Linked DNA regions of Bombyx mori: all the other regions are linked to region 2. The links are chromatin contacts, called in public Hi-C maps. All regions are on one chromosome and are shown on one strand. The core of a region is the stretch at or near the end of the contact, and the rest is flanking DNA. Distances in the headings are between cores, read along the strand shown.

What was found. Hi-C and Micro-C count contacts between places; a contact is called where the count stands out from the background.
Region 1: a Hi-C map of posterior silk gland shows a contact between it and region 2, with 4 times the contacts expected there. The contact joins two enhancer-like sites. A contact is called at or near these places in 6 of 7 Hi-C or Micro-C datasets (middle silk gland, midgut, posterior silk gland and 2 more).
Region 3: a Hi-C map of whole pupa shows a contact between it and region 2, with 10 times the contacts expected there. The contact joins two enhancer-like sites. A contact is called at or near these places in 2 of 7 Hi-C or Micro-C datasets (posterior silk gland and whole pupa).

Annotation. Positions count from the first base shown.
Region 1 is chr22:2,595,385-2,598,340 of ASM3026992v2, reverse strand. No RefSeq gene overlaps it. Among protein-coding and RNA genes, the nearest start is that of LOC110384972, 9.5 kb to the right of the region's middle. Within about 2 kb of position 1,505, at least 2 of the 8 cell types and tissues checked have open chromatin away from gene starts, as enhancers often do.
Region 2 is chr22:2,684,594-2,687,638 of ASM3026992v2, reverse strand. All of the region lies in intron 1 of LOC101741761 (four and a half LIM domains protein 2), which reads right to left. Among protein-coding and RNA genes, the nearest start is that of LOC110384971, 11 kb to the left of the region's middle. Within about 2 kb of position 1,503, at least 5 of the 8 cell types and tissues checked have open chromatin away from gene starts, as enhancers often do.
Region 3 is chr22:2,755,187-2,758,146 of ASM3026992v2, reverse strand. It overlaps LOC101741761 (four and a half LIM domains protein 2), which reads right to left. Exons shown (of 10, transcript XM_062674867.1): 3 at 1,962-2,109; 4 at 1,608-1,824; 5 at 1,423-1,526; 6 at 1,152-1,295. Among protein-coding and RNA genes, the nearest start is that of LOC134200941, 12 kb to the left of the region's middle. Within about 2 kb of position 1,331, at least 8 of the 8 cell types and tissues checked have open chromatin away from gene starts, as enhancers often do.

The sequences.
Region 1 (2,956 bases), core at 256-2,755, 89 kb after region 2:
TTCGACGGGGAAATTTGTCGTCAATTATGTTTAGTTCGTTGGAATCTATATATATAAAAATGAATTGTTGTTTGTTAGTCTCGCTAAAACTCGCTAAAACGGCTGGACCGATTCAGCTAATTTTTGTCTTGAATTATTTGTGGAAGTCCAAAGAAGGCTTAAAAGGTAAATAAATATGAAAATGCTCAGAATTAAATAAAAATAACAATTTTGTTTTTCCTTTGATGTGTCCCCCGTCCGACGGATTTCTTTTGTTTGTTTTAAATTTATTTTATACAAAAGTTTAGGTCTTTTAGGTTTTTGTTCGATTGAGGCATTACGAAGTCTACTGGGTCAGCTAGTTGACAATAAAAAAACAACCTAGCTAATCGATTTATTTAAGTAAGTTACAGAATTTTTTCCATCCAAATGTAACGAAAGTAAACAAATCACTGTTCTATTTTCATTACGTCCCTGTAGTTTATATTCAAACAGTACGCCGACGATTCATTGAAACAATTAAGAACACAAACAGATGTCCTACAAACTTGTATTGTATTTTGAAGCAGCTTCTTGTTTGTGTCACAGATCTAATAATTTAATACCATCCGTTATAATGGTAGTTTAAGCTTAATTTTTTTTTAAAGTTTGCCATTGTTGAGAGCCAAATTCTAGTGTCGATCATAGTAAGCTTTAGGTTTCAATATCTTTTTTATTTATGTTTGAATGATTACTGGTGGCCTGGAGGCCTTTCCAGTTTCACCAGGACAGGTGCCGAGCAAGGCTCAGCCAGGAGGGGTGGGATTTGCTAACAGCTGCCCGAGCGCCTCCGAAGGAGACCTAACAACCCAAGAGCAGCTGCTTCGCGAATGGTAGAGTTAACATGGTAGAGTTAACATTTTCTTTTACATTTTGACATTCAACAAGTGTGTTTTTGATGACATCCAAGTTGAAATAAATGATTTTGAATTTGAATTTGAATTTGAATGAATCTACTACCGGATCGGAATCGCGACCCGCTGAGAAGATCCGGCGAGAAACTCAGCGAGCTGATGCATGGGTTAGGTTGCGCTTTGTTTTCGAGTTCGACGAGTACGGTTACTGGTTTCAATATCTGTTTTGTGGTATATGTATGTTTACAATTATACATCGCCTGTGTACAAATGTACGGTTGTCACTGGTTTACCGTGTGTTTAGTGTGAGTTTTTTAACGTTCTCGATAGCGTAAAAGTTAACTCAAATTTGTATGGAGTTCGAACGTTTGCCTACGTTAGCCGCTAGGGGTGCTGTTCCAACTGCATACTGTGAGTTAACTTTTACGCTATCGAGGACGTTAACACTAAGCACACTGGTGGTAGGACGACTAGTGAGCCCGCGCGAGTAGGTAATGCCATCTTGCCTGTTTCTATTGCAAAGTGTACTTATACAATTGAGTTGAGTCTTCGGCTTCATATCTCAAGTTGAGTAAAGACTCACGTTGTAACGCCTATGTGCTTACTATAAGCATTGCAAGCAAGGCAGACCGTGATCTCATTTAACCATGATCACAGTTAAAAAAAACTTAATAATCTTAATGTAATTGAGCTGTATTAATGTACATATTAAAACTTACGCATAGGATATACATTGAGCTATGCAACAAGAACCCTTATAAAATTAAGATAAAAGAAACTATTGCATAATTAATTTAAATTATGGGGATGAGAATCCTGCAAGAAATATGCTTTTAGTAAATTTTACTGCCATCTATTATCGATAAAAGAACATTTTAAAGCGCCATCTGTTGTTGAATAGCAGAATTTTAGCAAACGTTTAATATTTTTAAGAGATGGCGCTGTTGGACGTTTTTGTACCTAATCGAAATAAAAAGTAGAAAATATTTTTTTTTTAAAGTGTTTAAGAAAAAAATATTTTAACGTAAAAATACGTATGCATCTAAACAATTAAACAGACCAAGCTAATAGAAGCGTGTTAAGAACCGAAATTTCTAGGTAGGTGTGATAGCTATAAATGCCAACATTAATAAATAATACACTGATCGCTTCTTCTTCTTTCTTTTTCTGTATGGAAGTTGTTTGCTTCCGACGCCATTGTTACCAATGTCGAGTTTATAAAAATACTAGCGACCCGCCCTCGCTTCGATTCGGAAACAAATTTATTATTGAGTTCTCCACTATTTAATGGATGTTATTATACATATAAACCTTCCTTTTTTTATTTTTATTTTTTTTATGATTGAAGGGTTACTGGTGGCCCGGAGGCCTTTCCAGTTTCACCAGGACAGGTGGGTGAGCAAAGGCTCAGCCAAGAGGGGTGGGATTTGCTAACAGCTACCCGAGCGCCTCCGAAGGAGACCTAACAGCTCAAGAGTAGCTGTTTCGCGAATGAATCTACTACCGGATCGGAATCGCGACCCGCTGAGAAGATCCGACGAGAAACTCAGCGAGCTGATTTATGGGTTAGGTTGCACGGCGAACTCTTTGTCGAGTTCGACGAGTACGGTTACCGAGGTCCCTAAGCCTGCTCCTAGTGTTAGAGCTGAAGGCGTCTAATGCAAAGGTTATTTATTGGATCTGATGGATCCGTAAGGACGTGGGAAGGACGTGAAACCTTCCTCTTCAATCATTCTATCTATTAAAAAAACCGCATCAAAATCCGTTGCGTAATTTTAAAGATTTAAAGCGTAGCGATTTAGTCATTATATGAATACTTTAAAGTATGAAAATTGGAGCGCAACAAAATAAAGTTGATTTATTTGAAATTTGAGATCCATTGCGATGAAGTTTAATGAAATGCGAGTCGAGATTATTAATTAATAATGGATTAATATTAAACATTAAACGAAATATTGTAAAATGGTGGAAATTCACGAAGACTTTATTGGGATTTTTGAATGAACCCGAGAGCCACGTCTAACGACTTTGTTTTACTTTCCCACACATGTACACTTTCACCAATAGTAAACGCAGACTAGGCC
Region 2 (3,045 bases), core at 254-2,753:
TTGTGTATTTTAAAAGGCACCTGTTTTAATCTAGGTTCGGCAATTGAAGATGTTTTCGTTACGATTTTTTTGTGATACTTATTGAAATCATCTTCTGAAACCCCGCAATGATAAAGTAAATAGTCTTTCACGATTTGTTCTGTTCTTTCAGGATCTCTCCAATAGGTTTCTTTTTTTTTTACTCCTAAATAGTAATCAAGGTCTCTTTCTCCGAGATCATCATCTTCAGTTTCTGAATCTTCTTTGTTGTTGATAGACATTGTTTTTAATTCTTCTGCGTTTGATTGCGAGGGAGATCTAATTTTCTTGGTGTTAGGCATCTTCTTCAAAAGATTGGCTGTGTTGGAGCTTATAAATTTTGTGGTCTTCCTGTAGACTGAAGCAACCGATTCCCTTCTACGCCTCATGTTCATTTTGTTGGTCTAGGTCGGAATCAAATAACGATAGTGTAGTAATTTGAAGTACTGAAATTTTATTACTTAACTCTTTGTAATAAGTATTTGCTGTTTTATTCATTCATCAGGACCAAATATTTTTGTTTTATTTATGATTGCTTTGTGAGATACTTTTTAATTTACAAATATTAGTTATATGAGACTTTTTTTCGTGGCCGTTAATATCCGAGAATGATGGTAGTTCACCGTAACAGTGTCCGCGGAATACTAGTTAACTTTTACGGTAACGATTCAATTGCGTTGATGACGTGATAGCTGTCACCTGGCTATGGATGGACGAAGTATCTCCTAGCCAAGACAGCTTGGCCTCCATTTTCCTTCTAATGAACTCCATTTTCAATAGTAAGCTTCGTAGGCGGGGTTCAAGGTAAAATAGCCTTGAATGGGTAGTTGGAGCTAAGGGTGTGGACTCTTTACGTCCATGCAAACAAAATAAATGTGACTACGACCAATGACACGACAAATTGCACGTAACCTCTTGCGTTATTGGGTACAAAGTGGCTCGTTATCCACGAGACCGATGCCCTTTGGTGTTTAATGTAAGCGGTGTAAGCTGACAATCTTTTAAGTTTCAGCGAAGGAAAATTATACTAATGAGGAAATTGCTATACCTATTTATTCATTGATATCAGCTTATTTGCCTTGCGGTACATTTATTTCTCATTTCATAAAAAATAATCATATTGATAGCATTATCAAAATAAAGTGATAGTGATTAAAGATAAACCAATAAGTTCTTCTAAGGAAAATTTATTTGTAAAGAATAAAAGAGGGCATTAGCACCAAGAGGAATAATATTTTTGATACCTGTGCCATCTATTCGTTAGAAATGGAAACTTTTACTGCCATCTATTGTCAGATAGCAAAAGTCTCTGAAAATACTTTTTGAAACAAAATTTTACAATGAAAAGTCATTAATCGTTTCGCATAGACTTATTTTCAAGCTTGATTGTCTTTGATTTTTGATGGCACTGTTAGTAAGTATTGGCGATTTCGGTTAAAGCTATAGTTCAAAAAGTTTTGCTTAGTAAAGCGCCATCTATTGATGATTTAAGCGACTAACCACTATGAAAAAGGAAAATATTATTTTATATTGTAGCTTTTTGAGGTTTTAGAAGTCGCTTATTTGTTGAATAACAAATTTAAAATTTCGCTTTTGTATTTATGTAGTATTGGGATATGAAAGGATTGGGAGTTGAAAGAATGGTTTTTTTCTCCATTAAACAGTCTATTACAACAGTGTTCATGAATGGTGACCGTGTGCCGGAAGATGCCAGGCCCCTATTACCGAAAGCTATAACTAGTGATTGTCACGGAAATCTCCTTGATGGAGCAAAAGCAGGACTAATATGTAATTTCGAACCTATATAAAGTCTATATACCCTAGTGGACTTACTTTCATGACAAAAGTATTTACTTATCATTTTAGAATATTCTAAGAAACTGCTTTACTCCTTCTTATTTGTTGTACAGAAATTATCTATGCAATAAATTTAGATGTTAGAAAATTTAAAATTAAAAATATGCATAAATAGGTAAATTAAATAATATTGGTAGTAATGTAAATAATCTTATTTTGAAAAAATTAAAAGGTTTGTTGTAATACATAGAAAAGTTTATTTAAATAACAAAAAATAAATATAATTTCCGCGATGTTTCCTTATAAAACTGAGGTATGACGCGATGGTTACCTTCGGAAACAGCTGTCATCGGTAATGACCATCAGATCATTGCTCGAAATATTCGATTACGCAACTACAATTGGCCTTGCGAATGTGAACCATATTTGGAGTTGAGACGAATTTCAAGTCAAGAGTGCGCGACAGTTTCGTTACAAAACTTAAAAAATTACTTTATTTAAATTACATTTTGGTAATAAAGTCGTCGTAGCCCAAAAAATAAGACGCCCGGTGCATTCGTATGTACCGGTGCAACGGTGTTCGAATCCCGCAGGCAGGTATCAATTTTTCAAATGAAATACGTACTTTCACGGTGAAGGAATAACACCGTGTCATAGAAACCAAACCCGCTGGACGTCTTGTGAATTCGCACGGGTAGGTACCACCCCCTGCCTATTTCTACCGCGAAGCAGTAATGCGGTTTGGTTTGAAAGTTGGGAAATTCCGTTGTACGGTAAACATTGAGACCTTAGAACTCATGGCGGTAGGTGGCGGCGTTTACGTTCCAGTGGTCTATGAGCTCTGATAAGCAATAAAAAAAGAAAAGAAAAAATAATTAATAATGTTCTAAACCGTAAAGTTAGTTTTAATAATTAATAATTAAAACTAACTTTACGGTTTAATATTAACATTATATATGTATTTTATAGTTTTCGTCGTAAAATTGATTTTACTGATGTCTCCCACTCGTGAGAATCGGCGAAACTGACGATGTACTACTAAACTAACTTTCAAGCTCTTGGTTCAACTTTCACCTTACTGTCAAATTAATTGATATAATAATTATGTTTTAATGATACATAATGGGCGGGTGGGGTGACCAGGATGGACAGAGTTCGGAATGAATACGGGGAGCTTTAAAGTCGCATCAATCACAGACAAAATGACGGAAAATCGCCTTAGATGGTATG
Region 3 (2,960 bases), core at 82-2,581, 71 kb before region 2:
GAAATTGCACCTTATGCTACCAACGAATAGGTAGGGAAAAATAGCTGAATCTACTACCGGATCGGAATCGCGACAGTTTAAGAAGATCTGGCGAGAAACTCAGTGGGTTATAACAGGTGTCCTATCCTACAAACGCGTGAATGTCCCGCGATCGAAATAAACAGGATTATCTTAACTAAAACTTACAGTCTACAATTGGCCGTTTTACGCGGTCTCGTTTGTATGCAGTTCCTAAATGAACTGTTTAAATAAACCAGTGTTCGTATAATCACTAAAACTGTATTACTGATTTAGTGTCTGAAACAAAATAGATTTTGTTTCTGATTTACAAGAGAAAAAAAACTTTAAAAAAAATATATGGTAATATTAAAGCTACTTAATAGATACCAAAAAAGGACAAACAGGAGAAAGTAGTTAGTAATTGTAATGCCTTTACATATTTATTCATAGAATGCTAGTATAATAATGGCGGCATGTATAATTATATATGAAATACATAAATAAATATAATAAACATTATCTTTTAATGTTGAAGTCAGTCATAATCTTTTGGCTCTAGTTTCATGTGTGTACTTTCCGAATATAAGTACAAATAAACGTTTAAGCTAACGGGCTATATAAGATTTTAACTATATATGAGTCGACTATTATCAAAGGCGGCAATCTGACTTTTGGACAATGATTGGTAAATCAGAAAAACGAATTATTGACTTTGTATTCCATTGGCAGTCACAAAACTCTTCGGAACGACATCTTAGATAAATAACAGGTTAACTATTAACCTTTATTTAATGCAGCTTTTGAACCGTATTCTTTGAAGGAGACGATTATATTCAAATAAATCTGTATTGACATATCAATAAAAAAAATTTGTCCAAATGTACAGATTGCCACCTTTGATAATAGACGACTCATATGTAGGAATACATTGGTGCAGTTTTATTAAATTATTATACATAGACAACACAAAGTGAACATCATCAACCATCATAAAACATGAGGTCGGAGTCTCGATTCTGTTGGCTCTCCTTGCAAAATATATGACTAATTTGAGGCAGAAATCAGCAGGTGCCTATCTATGTTGGTTCACAATACTACTTTAACTACAATAAGTGCGCGACATGCGACCTCATCTAGCTGTCTCGACTTACCTCATCGCAAGCATGACACCGAGGCTTCAACTTCTCGGAGTAGTGTCGAACGCAGTACAATCGTCCGTCTAAATTGCAATAAGCTAGTTCGACTAGCAATTCATCGCATTCCGAGCAAGAAAAGCACGCCGGGTGGAAAAACGCCTGCAACAAAACCCAGATAATAATCTTTAAATTCGCGCCATCTAGCGGCGACAGTGAAAAACACGATTTGATTTAGGTTTGTAATACATTTTTAATTTTGATTACATGAAAGTTTGAATTTACTTACGTCTTCTCCTATTCTAGGTGCAAGAATAGTAATGCTGCCGCTTCTGATCGACTTATTGCAGCCAATGCATTCCAGCGGAGATCCATGATGTTGACTAGCGATACCTAAAAACGTAATTCAATATTTTAGAATAGTAAGTAGACTACTTGACAATAGATGGAGATGCTTAAATGATATTTTGGTACCGATATCAAGAGCAATTTCATTCCTGGCGGCGACGAAATCTTCATATTGCTTGCGGTGGCCTTCGTCGATGTGCTTGCAATGATCCAATGTAAGATCCTGCTTTGGTAATTGGGAAGCTAAGGCCCTAGTACGCCAAGCACGCCACGCCGCCTGACCAGTGGCGCCACCTGTACTAGTAGGAGTACGCTCAGCGAGCGACTGCCAGTACAGCTCGGTCTAAGATACGAAAAAAAAAATTGATTAGGTATTCCGAATTCATAATCGTCGTCAATGTTGAGAATTTAGGTCTAACCTATTTATGGTTCTACTACTTGTCACAAGATGTCGCTGTACAGTATTTAGTGTTCATTTACCTGCTTAGCGGTGAGTCCGGGCGGACTGTCATAGGAGTGATGGTTGACTCTAGAGTCGCGGAGTCCGAGTCGGTCTCGAACCGAGCCCAGTTCTTCATGGTACACCGAATGCTTCAATCGATCACACCCGCATGACTTGCAGGTCTTTCTGTTAACAACAGAAACACTTTATGTTAATAATGTAATTAATTTAACATTATCTAGGCAGGCAGTGTTTTAGCTGCCGCTAAATACTTCAGTTAATACTTATACAAAACGGATGTAATATTTAAAAACACATTTAAATAAGGAATATCAAATACATTCAACTATGATCCAATTCTGGTGTGGATAAAATTTTGCTTTGCAAAAACCTTCTTATTACATATGAGTCGACTATTATCAAAGCCGGCAATGTGACTTTTGGACAATTATTGGTAAATTAGAAAAACGAATTATTGACTTTGTATTCCATTGGCAGTCACAAAACTCTTCTGAACGACATCTTAGATAAATAACAGGTTAAGTATTAACCTTTATTTAATGCAGGTTTTGAACCGTATTCTTTGAAGGAGACGATTATATTCAAATCAATCTGTATTGACATATCAATAAAAAAATTTTGTCCAAATGCACAGATTGCCACCTTTGATAATAGACGACTCATATGTAGCAGGCGACCATCATACAATAGAAGATATTTGACAGATGCCTGAATCTCGCTTACGACATTTTCAACATAAGCGCGCACATAAGCATATGCATACAAGTTCCGAACAACAACATTCGGACCGTCGGTCTACCGAGCAATATCACCCGCGCGGTGGAAGATTTTCCCTTTGTCATATATCTATCCGCACTTAATATGCATTCAACGATGTAAAAACATTACTTTTAATCAAAAAAATTTAGGAATCGTGTGGAAAGATTGAAGTCTACCGATTAGGCGGTTTAAGAACAATTTCTAAGCCGAAAAAATTAGAATGTGCATATTAAAATAGAACTAACTACCAGGGCGAA